Regions from separate parts of the Macaca mulatta genome. Here region 2 is linked to region 1. The links are chromatin contacts, called in public Hi-C maps. All regions are on one chromosome and are shown on one strand. The core of a region is the stretch at or near the end of the contact, and the rest is flanking DNA. Distances in the headings are between cores, read along the strand shown.

Region 1 (5,302 bases), core at 1,118-3,617:
AGCAGAGCAGCTGCTGCACCCGTGATGCAAGTGCAGGATGAGCCCCGGGCCGCCACCGCCGCCTCGGCTCCTCCGTGACGTCCGGGAAGGGTATCCCCGGCACTCAGGAAGTGGTGGCCGCGGGCAGCTCCGCCCCCACTCGACTCGGGGCTGGCCGGGCTGCCGGGTGGCAAGACCGCCGGGCCTTCCGCAGGGCGGGCGGGGATCACCGTCTACCCACCTCCGCGCGCACACACATGCCCGCGCCTGGCCCTGCTCACTCCTCACAGCCTGCGCTGGACGCAGAGAGCCGTCGGCGTCCTCTCTCTCACGGCTCGCACCCACTCACCCCGACCCCTGGCGCCGAGCCCAGCCCCGCGTCGCCGGTCACCACACAGGGTCGAACCGAGTCCAACATGGCGACTCCGCCCCCGCCCCCTCCACACTCCCGGCGGGGTCAGGGCGCCCCCTCACGCGGCGGGCTCGCGCCCGAGACCCTGCTAAAAATAGCCAGGCCCGACTATATTTGGTTCGGCCGGATCCCGGCGCGGCCGCGCGCACCCCGCCCCGCCCCGCCCCGCGCGCCCTGCCCCGCCCCGCGAGGCGTTGAATGGAGAAGGGGCGGGGGTGACCGAGGGGAACCTACTCCGCTATCTGCGGCGCGCGCCGGCGGCGGGTCCCGGCCAACCGCCGAATTTAGTAACATCGCCTGCGTCAATCACGCGCCTCGCGTGCGTCAGCGCAGCGCGGCTCCAGGTCCTGCTCCCCCCTCCAGCCTTTGAATGGATACAATGTAGCAGCGCCCTCCTTCCTTCCGAGGCTGGATTGGAACCCGCGGCAGTGCAGAAACTCGGTTGCTCTCGGCTGGGTCAACTTTCGGGGCATCCTCCCACGATCCACTCCGCACCACCCTGTATGAATTGGAAGTGGAGGCGGAGAAAGATATACATGCCATATTTACCTATATGTAGTTTGTCTTCAAGTTTCTTGTCCTAGCTCGAACCTTCGATTCTGAAACGTGCGCTGTCTACGAAGGAATCCTTTATCTCCCCTCGGCGCACCACCCCCCCCGCCACCGCCCCCGCCACACACACACAAATTGGGACAGGTCAAATATATAAAATGGTATTTGTGATTCAAGAGGACCACATGGGGACCACTCTATCTGCATTGTTTCACTGAAATATTTTCTCCTCTCCAAAAATTCATTTCTGAAAGAGGTTGCGTTCACTCAGCAGCAACCTTTGGGACTAGGGATCTTTAACTCTGATAAATTTTGTTTTCATCAGGAAATTTACACTTAAATCTATCATTTCCAGGAAGAAATTGCTTTCCCTCATACAGTCACCCAGGCTATCGGCACACCATTTCATGACAAATGTGTCCCAGGAGACCAAAGCAAATCCCCTAGCGAGGGACTGACTAATAAATCCTGTTGATTGATTTCGAAATGTTTAATTTGGGAGATGTGGGCGGAGGGCATCTACAACCATCAAAAAGTGAAAGTGCTAGTTGAGAGTTCCATTTCTGACCCGGTGCTGGGGAGGAGGAATGATTTGCAGTAGTCAGACCCGCTCAGCTGTTCAACACGTGTGTGTTTGTTTTATACACATTGAGTAGTTTCTGCTGCAGCGCGCGTGTGGATGATGGATGTGCACTTCGCTGGGTTATAACGTGTCCAGTTAAGAAACCCACGCCGTACGTGTAAAGAAATCAAACCTTATCCCCGGAACTATCTGTATCCCTGTGTGAAACACGCACCCAGTAAATGATGCGGGGAGGGAGGATTAGCCTGGGCGCAGAGGACCGGAGAGACGTAAACAGCTTTAGAGCCTTTGCATGAGGAAAGTGCAGCTGCACCTCAGGGCGTCTTCGGGCTGGTGCCAGACGCCTTCTGCACCGGCTGCCAGGTCACTGAAGCTGGTCAGAAGCTGGCTGGCGGAGCCTTCCCTTTCGGAAGAGCTGTCCTCTCCCTTACCCCCCTCGCCCTGGCTCCGTGCCTCGGGGCAGCCTCGGAGGCGCGCCAGCAGCACTCCTCCAACTCTACTCCACCCGAGCCTGACAGCTGGGCGGTCCCGCCTGACCCATGGGCAGGCCGCTGCACCCTCCCGCAGACGCACGCCCTGGCGAGCGGTTCCGCTGCAAAAGGGCTGGCACCGCGGGTCCGAGAAGCCCCTGGTCGGCTGTGCGGCGGAGTTTCCATTGTGCGGCCGTGCGACTGGCCGAGAAACGCGCGCGCGCGCGCACACGAACACACACACCCTCCCTCGCACACGCGGAACCGGCTGGGCCAGGGGAGGGAGGAGGAGGGTGACGTAGCGTCCCATGGCGTCACATTGACGTCTCGCATTCCAGGCACTCTATGGAGAGGCCGCTAGGGCTCCTGTGGCATAAATGACGTGCCGAGAGAGCGAGCGAACGCGCAGCCGGGAGAGCGGAGTCTCCTGCCTCCCGCCCCCCACCCCTCCAGCTCCTGCTCCTCCTCCGCTCCCCATACACAGACGCGCTCACACCCGCTCCCTCACTCGCACACACAGACACAAGCGCGCACACACGCTCCGCACACACACTTCGCTCTCCCGCGCGCTCACACCCCTCTTGACCTGAGCCCTTGCTGGTGCAGCGCGGCGCCGCAGCCGGACGCCCCTCCCGGGCTCACTTTGCAACGCTGACGGTGCCGGCAGTGGCCGTGGAGGTGGGAACAGCGGCGGCATCCTCCCCCCTGGTCACAGCCCGAGCCAGGACGCCCGCGGAACCTCTCGGCTGTGCTCTCCCATGAGTCGGGATCGCAGCATCCCCTACCAGCCGCTCACCGCCTCCGGGAGCCGCTGGGCTTGTACACCGCAGCCCTTCCGGGACAGCAGCTGTGACTCCCCACCAGTGCAGATTTCGGGACAGCTCTCTAGAAACTCGCTCTAAAGACGGAACCGCCACAGCACTCAAGTACGTATGAGATTCGCCCAGTTAATAAGGGGACTTGCTAAAAAAGTTGGCTTGCTGGGAAGCGTCGCTCCTGAAATTGACAACTTTGAGTGTGGGGTTTCCTCCCCGACCTTGCCGCCCGGCTCCGGCTTTGCTAGCCCAGCGGCCCATAGGTTCTGATCTGAAACTTTTCCCCTGTAGTGGGCCCGCGGGGATCTCTGGAGCTCGTGGGATTCCTCCCCCACTCGAAGAGGCGAAAAGCCTCTAACAAAGAGGAGGACCGGGATTTGTGCTATAGCGGCTCCAGCGATGTAATTCAGGGTATTTCGGCTCTAGTTGTCATGGTAATGATGCTCTCGGCGGCGGCGGCGGCAGCGGCAGGGAGTTGCAGCTCCGGTGATGAACGGCAGTAATTTTCCTGCCTTTTAAGTAGGATTGAAAATAGGAGCTCTGGTGGGTCCAAGAAAATGTTCCTAATGGTGGCACCGAGCTGGTTCTCTGGAAGGAAGCTTGGGAGGGAAAGGCCTAGGCAGCCGTGGTCAGAGTTTGCAGAGGCACTCGGAGGACCTCAGGAAAGAGGGCGTAATTGTAGGAATGTGGCTTATTGTATTGAAATGAGCCTGGGGTTCCACTAGGCACGTCTGCCTGGCGTCGCTGACATGCCGGTTTACACTTTTCCCTTAGGAGGTAAATCGGGTGTAATTGGCGACTCCCGCGCGCTGACACGTGTGGGGACGGTGTCCCTCTCCTCCGGACCTTGGTTCGGTGTGGGAAAGGCATGCTTTACTTTTTCACTGACAGAACTCGCGCTTTTGGAGAAGTTGCTCCGAGTGTTTTACTATTAGTAGAAAGGAAAGTTCTCGGTGGTGAGACGAAAGCGGTCATGCGAGCGCGGTCTGCGGAGACTCACTTCCAAAGGCACCTATCCAAACTGTTGGAAGCCTCGGGGCAGAGGCGAGGAAGAACGCATTTGTCCCTTGATTTCCAAAAACGTTCTTGGAGATTGTCTTTTATTTATTTATGCGTCCAGATTCTCCAGAGCGAAGAGCTGCGAGGTGTTAGTAATCAGAAATGTCGGGCTGTGATCCCAGGGCCTTGCAGTGCCGGGAGAGAAGTACAGGGAGCCGTCAGTCATTCCATCACGAGTCCAATGCCGGATCTCCTTTTCCCACGACGGGGAAATATTTTATAGAACCGAGCTGGGGAAAGAAAAAGCTGCCCAACGTGGCTAATGGGCACAATGAATGAAGTTACTTTATTCGAGTTATTTTCGCTGAACAAGATGCTCGCAGAGTTAGTATCAAAGGCTCTTTAGGCCACAGCAACCTCCACGCCCGCTCCGCCCCCACGCCCGGCACCCACCCACCCCGTTCCCTGGGACCGTGCGCTCACAGAAATTCTTCCCCGCGGTTTGTCTCGTCTCCCTCGGTCTTTCTGAGAATCTCAGTCTTTCCCTTTCTGTCAGTCTCTCCTTCGCTGCTCTTGCCCCCGCCCAACCTCCGCCCCCGCTCCCCAGGGTTGGAAACTCCGCAGAGGAGCCCCGGTCACAATGGTGCGTTTCACGGTTTCCTCCACACACTTCACCACGGGGAGGGGAACACGGGGGTGTTCCTTTCGTCTGCCCACGAGAAAGAAAGGGGCTTTGACAGAGGTAGTTATTTCTTACTAATTTACAACCCCAAGGCTCTGTGCTCCTGGCCCCGGCGGCCGCAAACCGGAGCGGCAGAACGTGTTTCCAGGCGCTGAGGCTTTGCCTAGGTAACCGGTCGTTTGTGGGGCGGAGAGAGCGGCGGGGCGCTGGGCTGGGCTGGAGGAAAGGTAGTGTGGGTCCCTCCCGCGAACGCTGGGCGCTCGAGGGGAACTCCTTCGTTGGGGAGAGGCGGTCCCCGCCCACCCGAGTTCAGAGGCCTCCCCTCAGAGAACGACTCCGCTTGAAAGGCCCTCGGGGAATGCGGGACGGGATTGCGGGCACCCACTGAAGGGGCGGGTGGGGGATTGCTGGAGACCCCCATTGAAGATGCGGGGAGACGGGAAGCACGCGCTACAGCCATGGGAAGATCCGCTTCTACCTGCTCTACAGCGAGCGAAAGGTTTCCGTCGGAGCAGCTCTGGCTGGGGCTGGGGGTGGCAAGGGAATCCCCCATTTCCTGACCGTTGAGGGTTACCTGGGCCTGGGGGCTCCGAGTCCCTTTCTCTCTTCCTGCAGGCAAGCCCCGGGCTCAGGGGCGCCAGCAGACGACCCTCGTGGCCCCGCGCACCTCAGAGGTTTTTGGCTTGGTTTGACTTGGGGGTTTTTCGATGCATGTTCCCACTCTTCGAGCTGTGCCCACCCCGGGCAAAGGGGGCGCTATAGGCCGGAGTTTGGGGCACCCGGTTCCTTCCCTGAGGCCTGCTGAGCTGC
Region 2 (5,302 bases), core at 1,340-3,839, 600 kb before region 1:
ATACTGAACAGTGCCGCTCTAGATCTTTCTCCTCCTAAGGAAATGAATGAATGAACTACAGTAGTTGAGAGCACAAGCTCTAGATTCAAGACTGCCAGGGTTTGAATCTCAGCTCTACTAATTGTGTGGCCACGATCAAGTAATTTATCCCACTCTGGGCCTTAGTTTCCTCTTCTGTAACATGGTGACAATTATAGTTCAAAAAACCCATATAATTTTTGTGATGACTAAATGCACTGATATATGCAAAACACATGGAGTTTAGCACACAGTATGTGCTCAATAAATATTAAAGCTAGTCATCATTGAGCATGAACTACATGCTGGCATTACTACAGACTTTCTTGTTGGGTAATCTTTACAAGTCATTTTAGTCTCAGCTAACTTAACACCTGAAGAAGGTAACTTTAGGCATAATGTGCAATTTATTCAAAGCCACTTAATTAAAGCAGTAGATAACAGAACTTGAATCCAGGATGCCTATTTCCAAGTCAGTATTTTTCCTCTACCCACTATAGTCTCAGCTGCCTCATGCCTACTGACACATGCAGGATGTTTGGTAAATGTCCATATTACTTAAAAAGAAAGCTTCCATGCAAACAAGGATGATGAAAAGTAACTCAGGAGTCACAATTAAAGAAACACAAATACAAACGTGATGCCATTTGCACCTATCAGTTTGGCAAAGATTAAAATGGTTAATTTTAATATCCAAGGCAGACAAAAGCATGGATCATATATTGTTGGGCAGTAAAGTGACACGGCCTCTTTGGTAGATAAACTTGGCAGTAGCTGTTAATATTTAAAATTAACAACTTTTAGACACACTAACTTTAGGAATTTCCTCAAAGGATGTATTTGCAGAAGTACAAAAAAATAAAAAAAAAGAAAAGGATGTTCATAATAACACTGATGTATTCACAAAAAAACTAGTCACAGCATTAGTGTCCTTTAAGAAGAATGTTTAATTATGACACACTTAAACAAAAGTGGATTTTCTGGCCACTATGAAGAATGAAGTGAATCTCTAATATTGATACATAAGAATGTCCCGGCTGGGCACGGTGGCTCATGCTTGTAATCCCAGCACTTTGAGAGGCCGAAGTGGGCGGATCACGAGGTAAGGAGTTCGAGACCAGCCTGGCCAACATGGTGAAACCCCATCTCTACTAAAAATAGAAAAAAATTAGCCGGGCATAGGGCGCGCGGCTGTAATCCCAGCTACTCCGGAGGAGGAGGTTGCAGTGAGCCGAGATCGCGCCATTGCACTCCAGCCTGGAAGACAGAGCAACTCTGTCTCTAAATAGATAAATAAATAAATTTTTGTTGAAAAAGAAGGAAGATGCCTAAGAGTAGGTATGTCATAATACCAATTATGTACCAATAAGAAGATATGCCTACGAAAAGAGACAGGCTGGTGTCACCACAACTTCTGAAAAAATACAAGAGAAACTTAACGGTGGCTATCTTCAGGGAGTAGAATAGGATGGGGCTTTTAGGTTACATCCTTCTATTTTTTTAGTCGAGTAAATGTTTAGTCGAGTAAATGTTACTTTTTAAAGTCATCTTTTTTAGGATGGGAAAAATGCATAAAGGAAAGAGTCGAGAATAGCTACAGGGCAGATCCAGGTGGACATTATTGACCAAGGTAAAAAGCTTGAACTTTTTTCCAAAAACCAATGCGGAGCCATGTACAAGTTTTAATAGGAGTATGATATATTCAGCTTGGTGTTTTTAACACATGACACTGCTGAGGACGGTGTGGCCTGGCTCCGAACACAAGGACAGCGGGATGCAAATGGCCTGAAAGGAGAGTCAACAAAAATAACAGATAAGAGGTAAGACAACACGCGAGTTACTCATTAGTAAAAGGTGACTGAAGCTGACTTCGAATAACAGCGTTTCTCACAGCGAGCCCCAAGGACTAGCTGCATCCAAATCACCCTATGACCGAGTTAAAATGCAGATTTCTGGGCCCCACCTCATGGCTCCTGGATGAAAACTTCCTGGAGGGTGAAACCCTAGCAATCTGCAACTTTAAAAATCTCTAACACTAAAGTTAGGGGACCACAGGCTCGCTCCCAGCCCTGACTTCTCCAGGTCAGTTCCGATCTTTCCAAACTGCAGACAGGCAAGGTCCTCTCTCAGGGGTCATGCCCGCGGCCGCCCTCCACGGCGAGGTCCGCACTCGCGCAGCCGGCCCCGCGGCCGCCTCACCTGGTCGCACACTACCACGTCGAACTCCTCGTCGGCGAGGAACAGCACGTAGAGCGCCAGGAAGACCATGCGCACGTAGGCGCAGACGGCGGCGCCGTGGCCGCCCCAGCCCAGGCCGCGCGGCAGCCAGTCTCCGGCACAGTGCACCGGTAGTTCGCGGCTCTCGGCGAAGCAGTGGCCCGGGTCGTAGTGCGCTGTCCAGATCTTCACGTTACACCCGCGCGCCTGCAGCGCCAACGCCGCGTCCAACACCAGACGCTCAGCGCCTCCTACGCCGAGGTCTGGGTGCAGGAACAGCACCGACGGCTTGGGAACCAGGTCCCGTTGCCGGGCCTGCTCCTCCGCCATTGCCCTAGAGCCGCAACTGCTCCCCGCACCCTGAGGCGTCTTCTGCGCAAGCTCCACCCCTTAGCTCCCGGCTGGCCACTGCGGGCCGACCCCGCCCTGCCGTACGTGCGTCAGTTAGGCCACATCAGCGCAAATCTGTGAGAGCCTAGTAACTGCCTGAGAAAATAGCTTGTCTGACCCTGGTTATATTTTTCCTTCGGTAGGGATTGGACTCTATGAAGGACGTTGTGATCCAAAGGAAGGAGGCTGGAGGTATCTACTTCCCACACAGCAGGTAACTAAGTTATCTGTAGCAGACTATCTACAGGCATATCTTGAGACGACCCAGACGTCCCTGGAGTCAGCGAGGACCTTGCCTGCAAGTCCGGGGGCGGGGCCTGAGCCAGTCTCGCCAGCTGCCGGTCCTTCGGCGTCTCCGCAACTTTCCTTCCGTCCGCGTCAGCCGCTTGCCACCGGTATCTCCAGCATGGTATGGCGGCCCTTCCACGATCTCCGCCTCTTCCAGGAGCCCTGACTCCTCCTGCTTTGCGCCGTGCCTTTCCTCTGCAGCTCCCTTGCTTCCCCCAGCCTCGGGTGCGGGTGTCTAGGCCGGGGTTTTGGGGGCCGCGCTCACCCGTCTGTCTACTTGTCTCCCGCTACAGCCTGGTCCGACCCCCAGTGGTACTAACGTGGGATCCTCAGGGCGCTCTCCCAGCAAAGCCGTGGCCGCCCGGGCGGCGGGATCCACTGTCCGGCAGAGGTAAGGAACCCTGCAGTTCGTTCGATTGCAGAGTCGGAGATAGGACCCAGGAACTCGCTGGTTCTGGGGTGGAGACCCTAATATATGAAGATTGACAGGGGCAAAATGAGCTTCTAGTGACGTGGCCATGGGAGTAAAGGCCTTTTGGGAGGAAGGCGACATTTTCTTCTCGTTGCTCAGTTTAGGGCACCACTCTTAAAAAAGGAAAGTTAACAAACTGGAATAGAGTCAGAGATAACTTTGAGAAAACCGATGTCATTAAACTGGTGTCTCTGGACCTGAGGTTTGCAGTCATATTTCCATCTGGAGGCCCCATAAGCAATCTGTCCTACAGATAACTCGTCCTACACAAAACTTAGTCTCTTTTCAGCTCAGCTCTCTCACTCTCAATTATATCTCCTTACTTCCATATGGCACTGTTGTACACTCATTTACTCGGAGCCAGAAACGTCAGCGTCATCTTGGATTTTTCTTATGCTCTCTCTCTATCCAGTCATATGCCAGACTTTAAACTGTACTTGAAAGCCTTCTCATAAGCTCTTTCCTTTTCCCTTCCTACTGCCCTGCATTTGCTACTTAACCTTTCTCCTCAGCCTGTTTCCTTTCCAATCCATCATTCACCCTGCTGTTACTCTTCTGCGTAGTTTGTTACTTTCTTGTTGCTGAACTAAAAAAAAAAAAAAAAAAAGCCGGGGGATACCAAAGCTCTTAGTGGTCATTTCACCCTAACCTTTTTTTTTTTTTTTTTTTTTTTGAGACGGAGTCTCACTCTGTTGCCCAGGCTGGAGATCAGAGGCATGATCTCGGCTCACTGCAACCTCCACCTCCAGAGTTCAAGCGATTCTCCTGCCTCAGCCTCCTGAGTAGCTGGGGCTAAAGGCACATGCCACCACGCCCGGCTAATTTTTTGTATTTTTAGTAGAGATAGGGTTTCACCGTGTTAGCCAGGATGGTCTCGATCTCCTGACCTCATAATCCTCCCACCTCGGTCTCCCAAAGTGCTGGAATTACAGGCGTGAGCCACCGCGCCCGGCCTTCAGCCTAATCTTTCTTTGCTGTCCTATGATCCAGCACTCATGAACTCATTACTGTTTTCTGAATTCACAAACTTTCTCCCTCACCTCAAGGCAAATTTCTCTTTATTTTCCAAGACTAAGCTCAGGGGTTATTTCCTCTTGAGGCCTTCTCTGACTGTAAGCAGCAGTAGCTACTAGTTTTCCCTTTTGCTCACATAACATTTTGTTCATATCATTGTAAGACCAGTGATGTTTCCATGTCTATCTCCTTCATTAGACTTTTAACAGAGAACCTGTTCAAGTCATTTCTGTCCCCAGCACCCACCATAAGGCATGACACAATAAATAATGACTGCAGGAAGGAATCAAGCAACCATGTTGTTTTGGGATTTTTGAAGGAGTTAGTGGGGTTTTATCTAGGAAGGAAAAGATCTTGACCGCATGCATGGAAACTTCTTAAGGATGTGAAGAGGGATGTGACATTTGTTGACTGCAATAGGTAAATCTAAAACTGATGATTTGAACTTACATGAAGTATTTCACATCAGAACAAAGAAATTCTAATAGAACTATCAGAAATGTAAAATTATCCTGAATGATTGTGAGTTCCCTGTCACTGGGATGTTCAAGAGGAGTGTATCAGGCTGTGGTTTAACTTATATGGGCTTTGAGTGCTGTCCCCTTCCCACCCTGCGTTTCAGAGATTGTGCAGGAATGGAAAACATGCCCTGTGGGTGCGGTTCCTTGGGAATGGTTCTGCTTAATGAGAATTGGTAATACTGTGGCAGGGAAGTTTGGCCATCCGAGAATTTGTAAGGAAATAAAAGAAAAAGCACATATTTATCAAATGTACATACGATAATGGAATTATTTATTTAATAGTAAAAATGAAATAACTGATGCACAAGTGAAATGGAGAACTTAAACATTTGAAGACAGATGCAGTTTTTCAAGTTGTGGGTGTTGGTGTGTCATCTTTTAG

Evidence for each region. Hi-C and Micro-C count contacts between places; a contact is called where the count stands out from the background.
Region 2: a contact with region 1 is called in a Hi-C map of fetal cortical plate, with 2.2 times the contacts expected there. The contact joins the promoter of ALG2 here to the promoter of NR4A3 in region 1. A contact is called at or near these places in 2 of 14 Hi-C or Micro-C datasets (fetal cortex germinal zone and fetal cortical plate).

Annotation. Positions count from the first base shown.
Region 1 is chr15:58,582,307-58,587,608 of T2T-MMU8v2.0, reverse strand. It overlaps NR4A3 (nuclear receptor subfamily 4 group A member 3), which reads left to right and starts at 2,367. Exons shown (of 9, transcript XM_077965653.1): 1 at 2,367-2,922. It overlaps LOC144334614 (a long non-coding RNA gene), which reads right to left and starts at 743. Exons shown (of 2, transcript XR_013404661.1): 1 at 626-743.
Region 2 is chr15:59,184,431-59,189,732 of T2T-MMU8v2.0, reverse strand. It overlaps ALG2 (ALG2 alpha-1,3/1,6-mannosyltransferase), which reads right to left and starts at 2,589. Exons shown (of 2, transcript NM_001260984.1): 1 at 2,218-2,589. The coding sequence starts at 2,565. SEC61B (SEC61 translocon subunit beta) reads left to right here and starts at 2,947. Exons shown (of 4, transcript NM_001266938.1): 1 at 2,947-3,034; 2 at 3,207-3,304. The coding sequence starts at 3,032.